2 separate regions of the Zea mays genome follow, and region 2 is linked to region 1. The links are chromatin contacts, called in public Hi-C maps. All regions are on one chromosome and are shown on one strand. The core of a region is the stretch at or near the end of the contact, and the rest is flanking DNA. Distances in the headings are between cores, read along the strand shown. Region 1 holds the start of LOC100274235. Region 2 holds the start of LOC100193477 (putative TCP-1/cpn60 chaperonin family protein).

Region 1 (4,282 bases), core at 352-2,851:
GCTCCCTGGGCGGTGGAGGAAGTGGCGGTGACAGGGACGTGCTCCCTGGGCGTCAGACACGCGAGGATCATATCCGGTCGGCCGGAGGGAGCGCGGACCCTTTTGCCTCTTGCTTTTGTTTTACCGTTCAGAGCTCCCAGTGCATTGCATCTGCAATCGATTCTGCATGCCTCGACATGCAGTAGTGTAAGTGCTATCCAAGGTAGAACTATAGACTAATGAGGATGAGAGTAGTATAACACACCAATCTATGCTGAAACTTCGAAATGTGAATACCAATTATTGGCAAAAACCGATACTAAAGTATAACGGTTGGAACAAGAACCAATCATAAGCCTATCTATCTCTAGCAGTCTTCGTATCCCAAACCCTATTTCAAACTTCACTCTATACACAATACAATCTATATAGCACAAAATAGTGTTTTGCACGTCCACATACACAGGAGATGCTCCAATGGATATCAATTGGTGATAAAAAAAAACCATACTAAGGATCTGTTGGGAGGACTCCCAAACCGGCTATAGCTCTTGGATGAGCTCTCTCAAACAGACAAACAGTCTAAAAAAGGAGTTCACAACAAAGAATACTGAGGAGCCGGAGCCATTTTTAAAGAGGAGTCAAAGCCAAAAAATAGCTTCTAACAGATCCTCCTATCACTCCCCTTCTATCACGTCAAGAGGAGCCATTTTGCTAAACGATTCGTTAAAAAAACACTTGCTCGTGACTCAGCAATGGCGAAGGCGGTCGACCCCGACAGGCCAACAAAGGATGCGAAGGGCCCATGTCTTCATCCACGGGAAAGGAGACAGGTGCCGAACCCTCGCACCGTTCGACTACATCGGAACGGTGCTCGATCACCCTAGAACCACCTGCCAGCGACTACACATGGGTATTAATTCAGGTGTAATAGGGGAACTCATGTTTACATACCTTTAATTACCCTGCTGTATTGTACACGTAAGAAATATAGCCGGTAGTCGGAGGTATATTCGTACTTGGGTCTACCAACCCTGACTATTCCTATAAATACCCGCGCCTTGTAATAGAATGCAACACACTTAACAAATAGGCCTGGGCAAAAAAAAACCCCGAAAATCGATCAAACATTAGAATTCTTTGGTTACAATTTTTGAGAAACCAAAATTTAGTCCAGTGTTCGATTTAAACCGAAATTTTAACCCACTAGCTCGCAATCCCATTTTAGCCCAGCCCAAGTGTGCACCTTCCTCGCTTGATCTCGCCCGTGCGCTGGCTCCTCACGCCGCCAGGCCCAGGAGCACCCAAGCCAGGCACACAGCCTGATAGCCCTCGCCTCAATCTTCACGGCGATGCTGGATTGCTGGTGGCTCCTCAAAGAGATGTTTGTTTCATCACTGTTGGGTACTCAAACTTCACATGTTGGATATATACTATTTCATTCTATATTTTAAACTTTACTTTATAAAGAGTATAATATATAGCACAAAACGTAGATTTAACGGAGACGTAAACAAGGTGCAGCCAGCTGGAACAGCGAGCAGTGCAGTGGCGACTTCTGGGCCCCACTCCACTATACAATCGCGACTACGCTCACCTACCCATTCCACTCCGCCCCACCACTGGTCAACGAATCTTTCCTGCACTGTCCTGTCCGCCGCCGCTCAACCTCATCGGAACTCCACTCCTCCTCACCCCCACAGCAACTCCCACCTCATGGAGAAAGCTGCGCACGTTGCCGCCGGCGCGACGCAAGAGCAGGAATCGTCTCCGAACAGGTTGTAGCCCCCCTCTGCTTCCTCCGCCTGCGCTGTTAAATACTGCGTCTGTTCATGCGGTAGCTGTACATGACAGGAGTGGTTGAAGAATCGACGAGCAGAACAAGCCTGTTCCAGCCCCGTGTTCGACGCCTCACTCTTTTTAGTCTTACTATTGTGCATTGCTAGTAGTATACGTAGCTACGTGCGAAAGAAAGAAAGAAAGAAAGGTCTTTCTATGATCTGAAACAATGGTCAACCAAAAGCAGCTTTATAGCAATCTGCGGTGCCGATTCAGCTGTATATCTCTTAATGAAAACGATGCATTTTGAGTCGCATCTTTTTTTCTTTCTTTCGAAAAGCAACCGGCAAGAATTAGCTGGTCATTTATTAATAAAGAAGAAGCGAATACACAGACTGAGACTAAGAACCAACCCCAAGAGCAAAATTTGAGTCACATCCTTGTTTCCTGAAACAAAACCTTTTTTAGATGATGGAGAAACCAGAGAGAAGGATACATGTAACATTGTGGCAATTTTGGGGCTAGTAGCAGATCTAGGATTTATTTTAGGGTATGCTGTTCAAAATTTTTCATACAGAATTTGGTAGATTTATTTTAGCAATTCTGTAACAACTGTAGAAATTGCACCAAGATTCGTTATAGATGCACTAAGGGACTGTTTGGTTCGTAACTAACTGTGACACTTTGACTAGGTTAGGCAAAGTATGGCAAGCTAGGCAGCGAACTAAATAGACCCTAAGTAAAACGGTAAGGCCTAAGTTCAAGGATTAAGTTAAAATCATCCACTAAATACAAATATGAAAAGTTGAATTTAGAGACTTACATTGTTGTTTTTACTGTTTTATTTGATGCTTTTGAAGGGACATGATTGTCTTGCTTATTCTCCATTCTCCAGCCTCTAGTTTTTTTATTTTTTGCCGCTTCATTGATCTGATGCAGTAACAAGAATCATGTTCAACCACAGGCTTGACGACGCAGCGAGGCATCATGGCTCTGCTGAAGCGATTCCTGAAAGGTGATTCGATCCTCTTCCAGAGCCATGTCGTTCTTTCATGAATGCTAATATTGGCCAGTGCATCAGACTTGCGGTGGTCACAGGAGGAAACAAAGGAGTTGGCCTAGAAGTATGCCGCCAGCTTGCTCTCAAGGGTGTGACAGTTATCCTTACAGCAAGGGATGAGAAACGAGGAAAAGATGCTGCCGAGACCCTTCGCCGTGAATGCCAACTCCCAAATATCATATTCCATCAGCTCGATGTCAGAGATGATGATAGTGCCACCACATTGGCCCGGTATGTAGAAAGAAGATATGGGAAGCTCGACATCTTGGTAATTAAATCGTGCTCTACTCCTGTTTTTAGTACTTTGTGTCTTTAGTACACCTAATTGATGGTATGGTGGGTGTTACAGGTGAACAATGCAGCTATTTCAGGAATTGTAGCAGATGAGGAAGGCCTGAAAGCTCTTAACATTGATGCAGAGACATGGGTAATTATATTATTCTAGCTTTTGGCAGCTTATCTATTCATGCATGATGTTTACTTTGTGTTCAGAATGCACCTGTAGTCTCTTGGAGTGAGAAGAATCTCAGTATATGATGATTTAATTACTTCGTGCTTTTCCCTGTTATTGGTACCACAGCCAGTGATAAATGTTTGTGTTTCAGACATCTGGCAGGGCAGCTAATCTTCTGAAAGAAGTATTCCAGAATACCAATGATGAGGCATTCAACTGTCTGAATACCAATTACTATGGATGCAAACGGGTAACAGAAGCTCTTCTTCCACTTCTGAAGCTATCTACATCAGGAGGAGCAAGGATTGTCAATGCCTCCTCACTTGCGTCGGAGCTGAAGGTGTGGAGCTCCTGCATTCCTGCACGAACAGAGAAGATATCTATGTTACTCACCCTGATTATATTGTTGCCAGAGAATGCCAAATGAGAAGCTGCGAAACGATTTGAGCAACATTGACATCTGGGACGAGGACCGGATAGAAGCAGTGCTCGACACATTCTTGGAGGACCTGAGGAGCGGGCGGCTGGAAGAGGCTGGGTGGCCCGTGATGCTACCAGCCTACAGCGTATCGAAAATGGTCATCAATCTGTACACCAGGATCATGGCAAGGAGGTATCCGGAGATGCGCATCAACTGTGTGCGACCTGGCTTTGTCAAGACGGACATCAACTGGAATCTGGGGGTCCTGACGCCTGAACAAGGTGCGAGAGGGCCAGTCATGCTAGCTCTCCTCCCCGATGATGGACCAACTGGGTGCTATTTTGATCAGACAGAAATGGTGAACGTCTGGTGATTGAATATTTGTCGTCTGCTAGTTTATTTTAGAACTAAACCGCTAGAAATAAAAAAGAGCGGATGGAGTGTTATAACTTTCCTGAATTCATGATGACATAAACACATACACATGGTAAAACGTTCTTATGATCAGTTGGTGTAGTTTCCATATGTCACTTTGAATGATTTGTTGTTCTTTGTTGGTGTTGAGCACCATTTTGAGTGTGCGGATGGT
Region 2 (3,767 bases), core at 84-2,583, 290 kb after region 1:
ACATAGACTTTTGTTTGGTTGTTTGTATCGATACATTCAGGACGGATATGAAATCTGTTTGGTTGTCTGCATCAACAAGCGTATGAGAGAGTATAAATAAACTTTAAATATTACATAGCATGAGTAGTCTAGTTTTGCTTATAAAAATCTTATAAACATAAATATAAAATTAGTTCGGTGATTAAATCATTTAATTAGAAGATATAAAAACAAGTTAAATTAAAAAGCCATCTCGATTTCTATGCCACTGCGTGCGTCCACCCAGGACGTGCTCGCCCTTCGTCGTGTGCCCGCTTAGCCTGCATGGGACCTAAATTTGCATATGTGCAGGCGTGCAGCCTGTATGGGTGGAACAATGAACCAAACATCATGCGCTTTACTGTTCCACGAATGCGGTACAGCCGCGGAGCAGACATCTAATCACGCGTATATTGTCCCACAAACCAACACATGTTTTTGTGCGTACTTTGACCTCATTCGTACGCACTCGAGAAAACTTTTCGAACGATCACCTATCCTAAATTACTCCAAGACAAACACGCTTAACTTGGAGCTTCCTTCGAGATAGACATCCCACCTTATTAATATGAATATTCTATTAATTATATTAAGCCTTGGATCAGGATATCACCATTCAGTGAGGCTAAGATATCATATTATTTGATCTGTTGGATAAAGATTACATTACAAATCCATCTGATAGTTATTATGGGGTCCTCCGTATTTGGGGAGATCCAACTCCCCTTTATTTGAAGGAAGAATGATGACTTTTACTACTAAAAACAGAGGAGAACACTGGGGAACTAGTGGAGTAACAAAGTAACCCATTCTCAGTTTTGTGAGGATAAGTACGACGAGATAATGCAAAATACTCCCTTCATACACTAAAATAATATGTATATTTTTTCCTTAAAGTGAAACTTTTATCATTAATTTCTTTAAAAATATGAAATCGACAAATACAAATTGAGCATTATATTAAAGTATTTTAAATATAAGTTCAAGTATATAACATGCATACACTAAAAATATACCCACTCCAATTTTTTATTTACCGAGTTTTAGTTCAAAAATAAACTAATGAAAACAAATATCCAAGAACGAATATAATATATTTTTAATGAATTATTAGTTAAAATTTTAAAACGTTTACATTTCTAGAAACATGTCCGCCTTATTTTATAAGATGGAGAGAGTATTTGTTGGCTCATATCTCAAACCTGAAACAGCCCATGACACCAGCCCACTTTTTCGCGCAACCGAAGCTCTGGGCCTAGGCCCAACAGACCACGGCCCATCAACAAAGCGTCGTCTCGACATCTCCAGAAGAGAGAAGAGCAAATCACAACCCGCACTCGCCCAAAACCCTACTGCTCCCGCTCCGCTCCTGCTTGGTCGAGATCACTTCGCCGCCGCCGCTTTCGAGATCTCCGGGTGGAGCAAGCGAGCAAAGGCAGCAGCCATGTCGCTCCGCGTGCTGAACCCTAACGCCGAGGTGCTCAACAAGTCGGCAGCGCTGCACATGAACATCAACGCCGCCAAGGGCCTCCAGGACGTGCTCAAGACCAACCTCGGCCCCAAGGGCACCATCAAGATGTAACCTTCCTGTCCCTCCTCTTCCCTCTTCTCGCGCCGCCCCAGCTCGCGTAGCTCTTTAGTTTGTGCGTTATCGCCAGATCACCTTCTGCTAGATTTTCGATGGCCCGTAGGGTTTGATCCTATATTTTTTGTGCGGCACTATGGGTCTAGGTTTCGTGGTGGTGTAGTTGTTCACTTGTAGGTTTGAGAGGCATGGTCTCCCCTTTGTTTTCTGTTTCTCGTTTGGTTGGCTCCGCGTGATCTAATTCATGTATGAAATTGCGCGTGGCGATTTCTGCTTGGATCTCCATTTGGCAGTGTATTTGCTTATTTGTAACAAATTGGCCACTTGCTCGTTTCAGTTGTTCAGATTTATAGCGAAAAAGTAATCTGATTGCCTTAGGTTTTCCGATGAGATGTTGCACTTCTGGCAGTTACCTAATTGAATACAAAAGGTGCAAAATTTGTTATGGGCTGCTCATTAGAATTTGCTGGCGTTTGGTTTGTGCTGCTCAGGCTTGTGGGTGGAGCTGGTGACCTGAAGCTGACGAAGGATGGGAACACCCTCTTGAAGGAAATGGTATGACTTCATCTTTCACAGAAACATTCTATTGACATCCTGATGATTTATGTACTTGGTGGTGTTTTTTTTTAATTTGCAGCAAATTCAGAACCCAACTGCAATCATGATTGCGAGGACGGCTGTGGCACAGGATGACACAAGTGGTGATGGCACAACCTCCACTGTGCTATTTATCGGGGAGCTAATGAAGCAGTCTGAGCGGTGCATCGATGAAGGTATGTTGTTGGTTTGTTCTGGGAACTTGTCTAATCTTCTCTGGGTTGGTGTATTGATTTCATTTTGTGGTTTTTGAAACTTCTTTTACTGTGTTTGAGATATCATGTTGGCATTTAGGAAATTAATGTACAACCATATTTATACCTATATAAGGTGATTTTCCTAGTTACACTATACAATTATGTCAGGTGTAGCTGCCATTTGTTGGTAAGAATTTTTACTTGATGTTAACCTTTCTGGATATTATTTTACTGTAGATTGTGGTTTGGAGTTCCTGAATTGACGCGGCATTTTGTTCTAAGAACGGGTCTGCAGTTTGAATCTTTATCTTTATCTCATCAGATATAAAAGAAATATCCTTTCTGGGTGAAGCATTGCTAATGGTTTAGGGATATCACATGATTTATGTGATGATTCATGACACCCAATTAATATTATTTTGACGTTGTTTGAACTCAGATGGCAGTCAATTTCCATGTTTAAAGTTAGAGAGCAACACAAACACAATCTTGATTAAGCATTCTTTTTTTTTCTTGTAAACCTGAAGGTATGCTGGGAAGTTCTTGTGCAGCTCATTGTGTTTAGGGAACATGAGTAATATGTATACCAGGCTTACATGGATGTTATTACATTAGTTAGCAAAAAATAATATTCTAGAATGCCAAGGTTCTACTATCTTGTACTAGGAGAGCTGTCTTTTTGGATGAAGCCTTTCTTGAAATAAGCTATTTTCTATAATTGTTTGTAGGAACTCATCCAAGATTCTTGGTTGATGGTTTTGATGTTGCTAAGAGAGCGTGTCTTGATTTTCTCGATAAGTTCAAGACGCCAGTCGTTACTGGTGAAGAACCTGACAGAGATACCTTAAAAATGGTAGCAAGAACAACACTTAGGACAAAGGTACTACAGTCTTTCATCTGCCGTGTCATAAGAAATTTACCTGTGTGCCACATGTTTTACATGGACTCGCTTTGTTGCAGTTGTATGAAGGGTTGGCTGATCAGTTGACTGATATTGTTGTGAATGCAGTATGTTTGATTTCTCTTGTCGTTTTTCTGAGAAAAGTTTCTATACCTGTCCATTTTGAAGCATATTTGAATTTTCTGCTGTTATAGGTTCTGTGCATTCGCAAACCAGATGAACCAATTGATCTATTTATGGTGGAAATAATGCACATGCGCCACAAATTTGATGTTGACACCCGTCTGGTACATATTCTTTTTTTATACGACATTGTGCTAAATTTCATAGCCTTTTTAAAGAATGGCGTTGTGTTAACATAGCAATGTAACTTGATAATGGTATATAGAGGGATGTCATAACTTTTACAAATGTGCCATGCTATTCTTGTAGGTTGAGGGTCTGGTCCTGGACCACGGTTCTCGTCACC

What was found. Hi-C and Micro-C count contacts between places; a contact is called where the count stands out from the background.
Region 2: a Hi-C map of bundle sheath shows a contact between it and region 1, with 3 times the contacts expected there. The contact joins the promoter of LOC100193477 here to the promoter of LOC100274235 in region 1. A contact is called at or near these places in 7 of 25 Hi-C or Micro-C datasets (bundle sheath, ear, leaf and 3 more).

What each region holds. Positions count from the first base shown.
Region 1 is chr2:224,105,543-224,109,824 of Zm-B73-REFERENCE-NAM-5.0, forward strand. It overlaps LOC100274235, which reads left to right and starts at 1,602. Exons shown (of 5, transcript NM_001148605.1): 1 at 1,602-1,757; 2 at 2,723-2,773; 3 at 2,840-3,086; 4 at 3,168-3,245; 5 at 3,424-4,199. The coding sequence starts at 1,696. The coding sequence ends at 3,699.
Region 2 is chr2:224,397,684-224,401,450 of Zm-B73-REFERENCE-NAM-5.0, forward strand. It overlaps LOC100193477 (putative TCP-1/cpn60 chaperonin family protein), which reads left to right and starts at 1,334. Exons shown (of 15, transcript NM_001254862.2): 1 at 1,334-1,596; 2 at 2,095-2,158; 3 at 2,241-2,376; 4 at 3,126-3,277; 5 at 3,358-3,405; 6 at 3,493-3,585; 7 at 3,731-3,767. The coding sequence starts at 1,463.